Linked DNA regions of Ovis aries: region 2 is linked to region 1. Evidence: chromatin contacts called from public Hi-C data. All regions are on one chromosome and are shown on one strand. Each heading gives the region's core, a stretch centred on a gene start, on an enhancer-like site or on the middle of the called end of the contact. The rest is flanking DNA. Distances are from core to core; before and after follow the strand shown. Region 1 holds the start of ZBTB22 (zinc finger and BTB domain containing 22). Region 2 has its middle 32 kb from the start of KIFC1.

Evidence for each region. Hi-C and Micro-C count contacts between places; a contact is called where the count stands out from the background.
Region 2: a contact with region 1 is called in a Hi-C map of liver, with 4 times the contacts expected there. The contact joins the enhancer-like site here to the promoter of ZBTB22 in region 1. A contact is called at or near these places in 4 of 16 Hi-C or Micro-C datasets (blood, hypothalamus, liver and 1 more).

Annotation. Positions count from the first base shown.
Region 1 is chr20:7,637,239-7,642,520 of ARS-UI_Ramb_v3.0, forward strand. ZBTB22 (zinc finger and BTB domain containing 22) reads right to left here and starts at 2,788. Exons shown (of 2, transcript XM_042236902.2): 1 at 2,694-2,788; 2 at 1-2,075. The coding sequence starts at 2,005. The coding sequence ends at 98. It overlaps DAXX (death domain associated protein), which reads right to left. Exons shown (of 8, transcript XM_060403085.1): 4 at 5,279-5,282; 5 at 4,880-5,129; 6 at 4,247-4,718; 7 at 3,872-4,091; 8 at 3,426-3,671. The coding sequence ends at 3,612.
Region 2 is chr20:7,692,739-7,698,020 of ARS-UI_Ramb_v3.0, forward strand. No RefSeq gene overlaps it. Among named protein-coding and RNA genes, the nearest start is that of KIFC1, 32 kb to the right of the region's middle. Within about 2 kb of position 2,208, at least 1 of the 54 cell types and tissues checked has an H3K27ac peak or open chromatin away from gene starts, as enhancers often do. A contact at or near this core is called in liver, where this site is marked.

The sequences.
Region 1 (5,282 bases), core at 1,538-4,037:
AAGACAGTGAGTTGGGAGATCACCTAGGGTCCACAGTGCCCCAGACTCGTGATACCTAATCTCTCTTCCCGGAAAGCTACCCCGGTGGGCCGCCCCTTCAGTTTGCTCCGCCGCCCCCACTGAAGCCCATTTCCACCTTGTGGACACTGAGCGGGGACCAGACGCATCGGCTGGACGGGGGCGTGGCCCCACTCGTCTCATCGCCGCTGCCCCCGCCGCCGCCGCCGCCGGGGGACTCTCTCTTGGGCTGCAAGGCCGCTCCGCTGGGCCCGCCCCCGGGGCCCGGTCCAGCCCCGCCCCCGCCGCCTAAGTGGTGCCGGCGCTCACAGTGTCCCCGGTGGCGCATGAAGCTGTCTCGCCACATGAACTTCTTGGCGCAGACACTGCACTCGTAGGGCTTGAGACCCGTGTGCGTCTTCATGTGCTCCGTCAGGTGGTGCTTCATCTTGAACTTTTTGTTGCACACGGGGCAGTCAAAGGGCCGCAGGTTGAGGTGCATGTTCACATGGCGATCTCGCATGCTCTTGTGGGAGAAGGCTTTTCCGCAGTGGCACAAAAAGATCTTATTTCCATCCCCACTGCCTGTCCCTCCAGGGGTCCCGCCGGTACCACCTGGCCCGCCCAGGGCCCCTGCTGGTGTGCCCCCCAGGGTCACCGCCCCGTGTTCAGCTTGGCTCCCTGGCGGCTGTGAGGAGGAGGAGGATGAAGAGGATGGGAAGACTAGGATCTGGTTGCCCTGCATGTCCAGTGGGAGCAGGGGCCTTGGAGGGTGTGCTGGAGCATAGGATGAAGGGGTTGGTCCCCCTGAATCATCAAGCCCTGCCCCAGGACCCCCACCTTCATAGGGACCAAAGTCATTGGAGGACTCACAGAAATTGACCTGCTCCTCTCCCTTGTCCGGAGGCTCAGACAGGGTCCGGACATCACTTATGCTAAGGGTAGCCTCCGGTCCTCCCCCTGCTGAAACCCTGGAGCCACCCCCCAGCTCTTCATCTTCGTCATCCTCACAGGTCAACACCAAGTCTTCCTCCTCCTCATCCTCTTCCAGGTCTGGGTCTTGTGGAGCCAGGGGTGCCGATGCTGGGCAGTTTCCACCCCGCTTCACATATACCCAGTGTTTCTGTGGCACAATGCTGGGGGGTGCATAGGTGGGCCGGCGGAGCCCAGCCCCAGGGACCACCGCACCCCTCCCATCCCCACCGTCATCACACAGCTCATCTGCCTCCAGCAGCAGCTTGCCAGAGGTAGCACCCCCACTGCCAACCACAGGGGCAGGGAAGACAGGGCCGCCTGTGCGGCGCTCCCCACTGCCCACTGCAGAAGCTGCAAAGGCCTCCTGGGAGGAAGATGAGAAATCAGTGGACTCCCGGGGGCTGAAGTAGTTGCTGCTGCTGGGGGATTGATTCTCACTGGCCCGGCTCGAGGCATGGGAGCGCACGGAGCTCACAGTGGCAGGGGCCACCGTGCCCCCACTCCCGGAAGGCACCCCAGCACCGGGGACAGTGACCGACGTGGCTGCAGCAGTTGTGACGGTGGTGGTGGTGGCTGAGGCCCGGCCCTCTCGGAGGAGTTCAGTGCACTTATCCACGATGTGCCACATTTGGAGCACGGACCCCACTGTGAGGAAGTTAACAATGTCAGCAGCGGCCATGCTGAGGCGGCCAGTGTAAGCTGAAGCCAAGACAGTCTCAAAGGCTCCTGGGTCCATGACGCTGGGCAGCGAGATGGAAGTCATGCCCTTGAGTAGGACCTGGTCGTGGAAGTAAGGGGAAGAGGCAGCCAGGACAGCACGATGAGCCCGGAACTCCCGTCCCTGCACCCGGATGGACACGTCACAGAGCTGGCCCTGCAGCCGCTGCTGATTGAGAGACTCCAGGAGGGCACTGGTCACCTCTGGGAAGGACACATGTACCACCGCCGCTGCAGGCAGGGGCAGTGGTGGCGGGGCCAGTGATAGAGGCAGGGGGAGTGCTGCCCCGCTGGGAGACAGAGGAGATGGCTCCATGGTGTGGAGGGAAGGGGTACCCCCCCCAGCCACAGGAACAAGGGAAGGAGGAGGGCGGCCGGGGGGGTCTCTGGAAAGAAAAAGAGAGACGAATGATAACATCTCATAATAACACAGCCCTTTACAGTTTAAAAACACATTCACATTTATTATCTGGGTAACCCCCTACAAGGACACTATAAGGTAGGCACTCCTCTCAACCCCATTTGACAGATGACAAAACTGAGGCTCAGAAAGATTAAGAGATTATCCAAGGTCACACCACTAAGTGGCAGCACCCACAAACGCAGGAGTCCTAACTCCAAATCCAGTGCTCTTTGGAGGTTAGAGAAATAAGGTACTCCTGGGGAATGGGGTGCCTCCCCTCAGAAATTCCCATTTGCCTGAGACCCCAACTTAATAAAATTTACCTTACTGGGGTTTTGTACACTTTTCTTGGGTTGGGGGGACAGGTCGGTTCTGGCATCGAAAACCATTTCCCTTTAGGCCGTGCCCCTGGCTAGCCACGCCCCTTGCCCCCAGTTATCCCTAATCGCCCATCTCACGACCCGCCCCATGGCCTTTTGGCTCCGCCCCTGAGTACCCCCGCCCACATAGGACCCCGCCCCCCTCTGCTCCGCCCCAAGCGGTACTTCGACCTCCTCTCCCACCCGGAAGGCGCCCCCCAACCCCGCGCGTCCCCGCTTACCGGGCCGCGCGCCCCCGGGCCCCCCCCGCCCCTCACTCGGCGGCCAGAGCCGCAGCCTGGGCCCCTCCCGCCGCCATCTTGCGCCGACTCCCTCCGCCCTCCGCCTCCGCTCCGCCTCCCGCCCCTCAGGCTTTAAAGGCACAGGCGGGCACCCCGCCCGAGCCGCTGGGCAATACTCGGCCGACTCGGCCACTTCTCCTTTAAAAAACAGCTGTTTCATTCCACCTTAAAGGTACCACGTTTCGTACGCCGCTAAGGACTCAGGACTCGGGTCTGCCGAAGCTCTCATTCCCCTTTAATTTGGTAAGCCTGCCTCTTCCTATTGGCCATGGGTCTAGGCCTTCGCTGCTTGGGCTCCGCCCCTGAGCTGTGGCCATTAGCGCGTTTACGATGTCTAACCGCCCCGGTCGCCCAGCTTCTGACAGTCCTCCTGAAGCCCCACCCCCCACCTCTGCTCCTGGATTGGCTAGATAACCTTGAGTCGGCCCCTGATTGGCTTTTTTACTGCTACCGCTCGAAGTGGGAAAGAAAAGCGCATTCAGGAGGCTGAAGCACGTTTTAGTACCTTGCAGAGGGCAAGGAGGCCTGAGGATGAGAAAAACTCCAAAGAGGCGTGAAGGCAGCTGGACAGGGCATATCCAGGGCTGTCCCGGGAGAACGGCTAACCCTGAGCCAGAGAACAGCTGGTGCCAATCACCAGCTGGTGAGGGCGGGACAAGGAAAAGACAGGGATACAATAAGAAAAGAACTTTATTGTTCATTAATGTTTCTGTGTAAAACTTAAGCTTTGTTGTTGTTTTTAAAAAGAAACCACCATAAGGCGATTAGCTCAGTCCATCCCTTCCTCAGTCATGTGCTTCCTACCATCCTCCAAATACCATCCCAAACATTTTGGGGGCAGGGAGGAGGGGGAGGCGGTTAATCAGAGTCTGAGAGCACGATGATCTCCTCGGGATCACACTGTGTGGCCACACTCATCTGCAGGGGAGTGAGACAAAGAGTCAGAAAGGTCTGGAACATAGTGGAGGAGAAGCCAGGGAAGGACTTTATCAGAGATCAAAACTTAGGGTGGGGAAAAAAGAGAGAGGGAGGAGGTAATGGGTGTAACATTCAGACAGAGAACCCCAAATGAATAATGAAAGGGAATGAAGTTAGGAAACACAGCCACCCCCTCTTACCTTGCATGTACCAGGCCTGGAGGGTTGTGACTGGGGAGTGTGGGACAACCGGGTTGGAAGTGGGCTACAGAGGGAGCTGGTCACCAAGCCATGGCTAGGAGAGTCCACCCTTGTGGAGGAATCAGCAACTGGAGCCATAGAAGCCAAAGGGGAAGGCGGGCTGGCCAGGGTACGTGTCTTCTGCCCGTTCTTCTGCACTGCCCCTTGCATTTCCACATGGCTAGAGACAGAAACACACGTGGGAGGGGAGGTATGTGGAGCCTGAGGCTGGAGGGGGAATGTGCAGTTTTTCCCCAGACTCCTTTCTACAGTATTTCTCTCAGAAAGCCCCTTCAGCCCCTGCATGGCTTCCCTCTTTCTCCTTGTTGCTGTTACCTCGTTCCTAACGGCCCGGCTTCTGTTTGCTTCTCCTTCCGAGACTTCTTGCGGGGGGGACTGGAATCCCCCCAGGTGTGAGGAGAGACGCCCCCATTGAAGGAAGTGGAGGTTACCATCGCAGCCCCGTTCTCCAGCACAGTGGTAAGGAGGTCCTCTGCTTTCTTGGAAGAGGAAACGTCCCGCTCCTCGGGGGAAGGGGTCGTATCCAGGGGCAAGGCTTCAATCTCTAGCTCGAAGAGCTGAGACATAGGGCTCTCTTCCTCCAGCGGCAACTCCTCGAGGTGCTCTTGCCTGCTTTCAGCAACTACACTGGAGGGGGCCGGGGGCTCTTCTGCCGGTGAAGATGGTGACTCTGTGGCTCTTTTGTTTTGCTGCTCCTCTGGAGACCCACTGTTCCCTTTATGAGGTTCCAGGTTCTTTTCAGTGGAGACCGGTAGTGGGGACATGGGGCTCTTATCTCCATCCTTCTCTGGAAAAAAAGAAAAGAGCAGATTGGTAGCAAAAGCACTGGGGGAAAGAAAACTGCTGAGAGGACACCGAGTGAGAGGAAGGAAAGGCTCTCAAAGAGGGGGCTCGCGCCCAACAGAGTGGAGAGAAGTGACGCACGGGAAGACGGTCTCCTTGGCATACCTGCTTCCTCCTCCTCCTCTTCATCGTCCCCCTGACCTTCCTTCATCTGTTCCAGATCCTCCTCTTCTTCGGAATCCGTGGCCTCATCTTCTTCCTCCTCGTCCTCCTCGTCTTCCTCATCTTCCTCCTCGTCTTCCTCGTCCTCCTCCTCCTCCTCCTCCTCCTCCTCTTCACTCTCCTCATCTTCTTCATCGTCGATCTCAGCCTTGGAAGTGGTAGGACACTCCTGGGATGCCACTCCACTAGGGCCCTGCAGAGGACAAACGAGTTTCCTGAAGGCATCTGTTGCCCCGTTCTCCAAGGAATGCTGCTTGCATTCCTCCCGCACACGCCATGATCAGTCACCGCAGACTCCCTGCCGGCCAGTGCAGGGGAGGGACGAGGTCTCTCCGTTCATACCTCA
Region 2 (5,282 bases), core at 958-3,457, 55 kb after region 1:
GAAACTGTTTGTTTATTTAAGACAGAAGCAAGGCAGAAATACACAGCCGGAGAGGAGTGGAGGTGTCCTGAATGAGGAGCACAGCAGAGAGGTAATTTAAATCTCTTATGTAGGGCAGTCCTTCCAGGTCTTTGCGAGCATGCGTTGCACGGCTGCTCAGTCATGTCTGACTCTTGGCAACTCTATGGAGTGTAGCCCACCAGGTTCCTCTGTCCATGGCATTTTCCAGGCAAGAGTACTGGAGAGGGCTGCCATGCCCTTTTCCAGGGGATCTTCCCCACCCAGGGATCGAACCCCCGTCTCCTTCATCTCCTGCATTGGCAGGCAAATTCTTTACCACTGAGCCACCTGGGAAGCCGTGGTCTTTGTTTACATGTGGCCAATTTTGCATGTTTCTATCCTTGAGCCCTCCGCAAGAGGGGCGTGCAACTTTCTGCTAAGATGGATTCTACCACAGCAGCATGTGGGTGCATGTCCACACCTATGATAGAGTGGGTCCCCCTCCTCGCCCCTTTTGACTCTCAAGAAGCCTTCCTGCCCGTGTGCAGACAGGGAAGTTTTCCTTGACCTCAGGGGTGGGCACCTAATCTCCTTACTTCAGCTTTTGCCACTAGCTTTGTCCTTGGAGTGTCTGGGTGAGAACAAAGCTTGAATTTTACTCCACTTGACAAACACCAGCTGTCCAGCCCAGGGGTCCACATATCACCTATCTCAATGCCAGTGATAGCTGGCCTAGAGATGAAATGTAATTTAAAATGAAGTGTGAAGGGCTTTTTATAGAGATAGTGAGTAGATACGTTCTGTGGCCTTCCTGAGTTGTTCAGAGGCAGAAAAAGAAGTAGCTCCACAGGGCAGGTTCTCAGGAACAGTGGTGGCAAAGGATAAAGCTATTATCTGATTACAACCTCTAAGCCCACAGACTCAGTGTACTGCTATAGAAATAATAAGCACAGATTGTAGTAAATGATATAAAATAAATAAACAGCAGGAGAGAATTATTGCTTCAGAGAGCAGAGAGGCATTGGGTTTCGTGACAGAGTGGCCTGGAAAAGGCTCCCTTGAAGCTGGAGAACGAACCATCTCAGTGATCAGGCAGAGGGACCGACTCATGTCAAGTCCCAAGACAGGGAGGACCTTGGCCCGTTCTCAGATAATGACTTGCTTTTTCTTCTTTAACTCCAATTGATGGGATAAAAAGCATTTTCTTACTGCAATCCAGAATACACATGCATTCAAAACAAAAATTTCATGAAATTCTCCTTCTACGTAAAATACGAAAATGCACTGTTACATTTTGTTTTACTTCAGGTTCATTGAGATATAATTTACAGGCAGTAAAATCACCCTTGTTATGTGTAGAGTTCCATGTATTTTGATAAATGCGTACAATCACAGACACTACCACAGTCAACATATAGAACATTTCCAGACCCCTCAGAATTTCCTCCCGCTCCTTTGCAGTCAGTCCCCTCCCGTAACATGAAGCCAGGGGCCAGCACTGATTTGATTTCTGCTCCTACAGATTTTTAAACATGGTTTTTCTTGATGTGTCTATTTATAGGTTTATATGATTTTAATGGTTTTTTCAAATAAATTGCTTTTGGTATCACTGATTTTTCTCATTTGTGTTTCTGTTCTCAATTTTATTGATTTCCTCTCTAATCTTCCTTATTTCCCTCTTGTTCAGTTCACTTTGAATTTAATTTACTCTCTTTTTTTTTTTTTTTTGGTCTCTTAAGGGACATAGATTAATAATTTGAAGCTTTTCTTATTTTCTAGTTTAATACTTAAATTTCCACTTAGGCACCACTTTGGCTATACCCCACACATTTTGATATATTGTGTTTCTATTTTTATTCAATTCAAAATATTTTCTACTTTCCTGTGTGACTTCCTCTTTGATACATGGGTTAATATTTAGCAGCGTGTTGTTTAACTTGCAAATATTTGAAAGATTTTCCGGACACTGTTCTAATTTAATTCAGTTGTGGTCAGAGAACATAATTTTTATGATTTCAGTTATTTAAAAATTGCTGAGGCTGTTTTATGGCCCAGACTATGATTGATCTTGCTGAACCCATTGTGTGCTCTTGGAAAGAATGTTGTTTTTCTGTTTGGTGGAATGTTCTATAAATGTCAATTAGGTCAAGTTTGTTGAGCATGTTCAGGTCTTTTTATCTTTGCTGATCTTCGGTCTACCTGTTTCATTGATTACTGAGACAGGAGTGTTGAAACCTCCAGCTATAACTGTGGGTTTGTCTATTTTGATTTTCAGTTCTGTATGTGTTGCTATTCATATTTTGGAGCTGTGTTCAATGCGTGAATATTTAGGACTGTTATGTTCTTCATGAGTTGACTCCTCTTTATCCCGGGTAACATTCCTTACTGTGAAGTTTATCTGTCACGTATTAATATAGCCCTTCTGCTTTCTTCTGATCAGAGTTTCATAGTATATCTTTCTACATCCTTAACCTAAATATAGCTTTGTATTTGATGTGTTTCTTGTACAAAACATATAATTTTGGTCTTGTTTTTATTTGTGTAACATAGTTAAAAGTAAATTAGGTAACTCATAAAGTAACAGAAAATATTCACAATACATCTTGACAACAACAGACCAGTACAAAAATAGGTGTCAAAATCAAAATCACGTTGTATATTTATGACATGTACACTTTGGGAAAGCATGTTATACTTCAGTAAAAAATTGCAGGGACTTCCCTGGCGGTCCAGTGGTTAAGACTCCACCCTTCCACTGCAAAGGGTACAGGTTCACTCCCTGGTCAGGGAACCAGAATCCCACATGCTGGGTGGCACAGCCGAAAATAAATAATTTTTTAAAAATTTCAGTGAAGAAACTGAAAAACAAAGTCAAATAATTTTATGAGACTTTTAAAAAAATCAGTAGACTGCTGATCCCTACTGGTACCTCATTTTCAGCTTAGAAGTCCCAATCTTATTTCATTTAGCTGTTAATTTTGGTATCAATTTCATACTTTTATATTTTTAATCAACATTGTCCTTTTTAATCAATTATTCATGTACTTAGTCTAAAGATTCAAATGGTTAGGAAACATCCCTCCTCCCACCCATCCATCCACTTCTCAATTGCAACATAGCTCATTTTTAAAAACTATTTATTGAATTATAATTGACATACAATATATTATATTGGTTTCAGGCATAGAACATAGTGATTTGATAGTTTTATACATTACAAAGTGATTACCATGGTAAGTCTAGTTACCATCTGTCAGCACACAGAGTTAGTACTATATAGTTCATTTTGCTTAAATGGATATTCATCATTAACATATTACGAGTGCACACGCATTACTCACTAAATAAACTCTCCTTCCCCTCGACCTAAGAATTGCCTTTGTGTGTATTGTTTCTATATTCTTACCATTAATTCAACCTCCAAATATCTCCTAGTACGTATTTCTCTTCGATTTGTTCAAACACATCAAGTCATCTATCACATTTTCTGAATGAAATTTCCTCTTGAAGCCTCTGGCCAGCTCCTATGGGAACTGGCTGCCAGATGGCCTGCTGAACAGCTGTGGTCTTTGGAGTCTCCTTTCACTGTCTTTCTGGGAATTCTCTTCCTCTCGTCTTGTGTTCGATCTCCTGTTTCACGCATATCAAGAATTATTTTTTGTTTATCTCCTAGTTGTGGTGGAGCACATCCTGTAAGTTTCCAGAGCAAAGATACACGAGAAGCAAATGCTTTGAGACTTTGTACATCTGGAAGTGTACTTATCCTCCTCATGAACTAATTAATAGTTTGGTTTGGTATTGAATCTTAGATTGGAAAAAAATTTCCTAAGAAATTGGGAGACATTGTTCTGCTGTGTTTTTGATTTCATTGGATGGCATTCTTGCTCTTGATACTTCATGTAAAACCTGTTATAGGGAACTTGCTTGGTGGTCCAGTGGTTGAGACTTTGTGTTCCCACTGTAGATGCAGTTTTGATCCCTGGTAGGGAAACTAGAGAAGGTGATGGCACCCCACTCCAGTACTCTTGCCTGGAAAATCCCATGGATGGAGGAGCCTGGTAAGCTGCAGTCCATGGGGTCTCTAGGAGTCGGACACAACTGAGCGACTTCACTTTCACTTTTCTCTTTCATGCATTGGAGAAGGAAATGGCAACCCACTCCCGTGTTCTTGCCTGGAGAATCCCAGGGACGGGGGAGCCTGATGGGCTGCTGTCTATGGGGTCGCACAGAGTCAGACACGACGGAAGCGACTTAGCAGCAGGGAAACTAGAATCCCGCGTGCTGAGTGGTGCAGCCAAAAAAAAAAAAAACCTGATTTAGCCTCTCTGGAAGTTGTTAAGATCTCTTTTTTCACAGTGGTGAATTCAAAATGATATAGCTCTGCATGCATGCTAAGTAGCCTCAGTCATTTCCAGCTCTTTGCAACCTCATGAACGGTAGCCTGCCAGGGCTCTCCTGTCCCTGAGATTCTCCAGGCAAGAATACTGGAGTGGGTTGCTATCCCCTCCTTCAAGGGATCTTCCCGGCCCAGGGATCGAACCTACGTTTCTTATGTCTTCTGCGTTGGCAACAGGTACTTCACCACTAGCACCACCTGGGAAGCCCAGTATAACTCTAGAACCAATTTTGTTTAATGTACTGGGCCTCGTCTTTCTAGAAACTCATCCACCAGTTCTGGAAATTTTCTTAAATTGTGTCTTTGGTTATATCCTTCCAACTGTTTTCTTTTCTTTTAAAAAAACTGTTTATTTTTATCAGCTCTAGAACTGACTCACTGGAAAAGACCCTGATGCTGGGAAAGATTGAAGGCAGGAAGAGAAGGGGATGACAGAGGATGAGATGGTTGGATGGCATCACCGACTCAATGGACATGAGTTTGAGCGAGCTCCGGGAGTTGGTGATGGACAGGGAAGCTCGGTGTGCAGCAGTCCATGGGGTCACAAAGAGCTGGACACAACTGAGCGACTGGACTGAACTGAAGGTCTTCACTGCTGCATGAGAGCTTTCTTTAGTTGCAGTGAGTGAGAGCTGCTCTCTAGTCAAGATGTGCGGGCTTCTCATTGTGGTGACGTCTCTTGCTGAGGAGCATGGGCTCTAGAGCGTGCGGGTTGCAGTAGCTGGGGGCACACGGGCCTTGTTGCCTGGTGACATGTGAGATCTTCCTGGACCAGGGACCAAATCCACGTCCCCTCCATTGGCAGGCAGATTCTCAACTACTGGATCACCTGGGAAGCCACAACTGTTTTCTTTATTTTCTGTTTATATAACTCCCAGAATCAGAT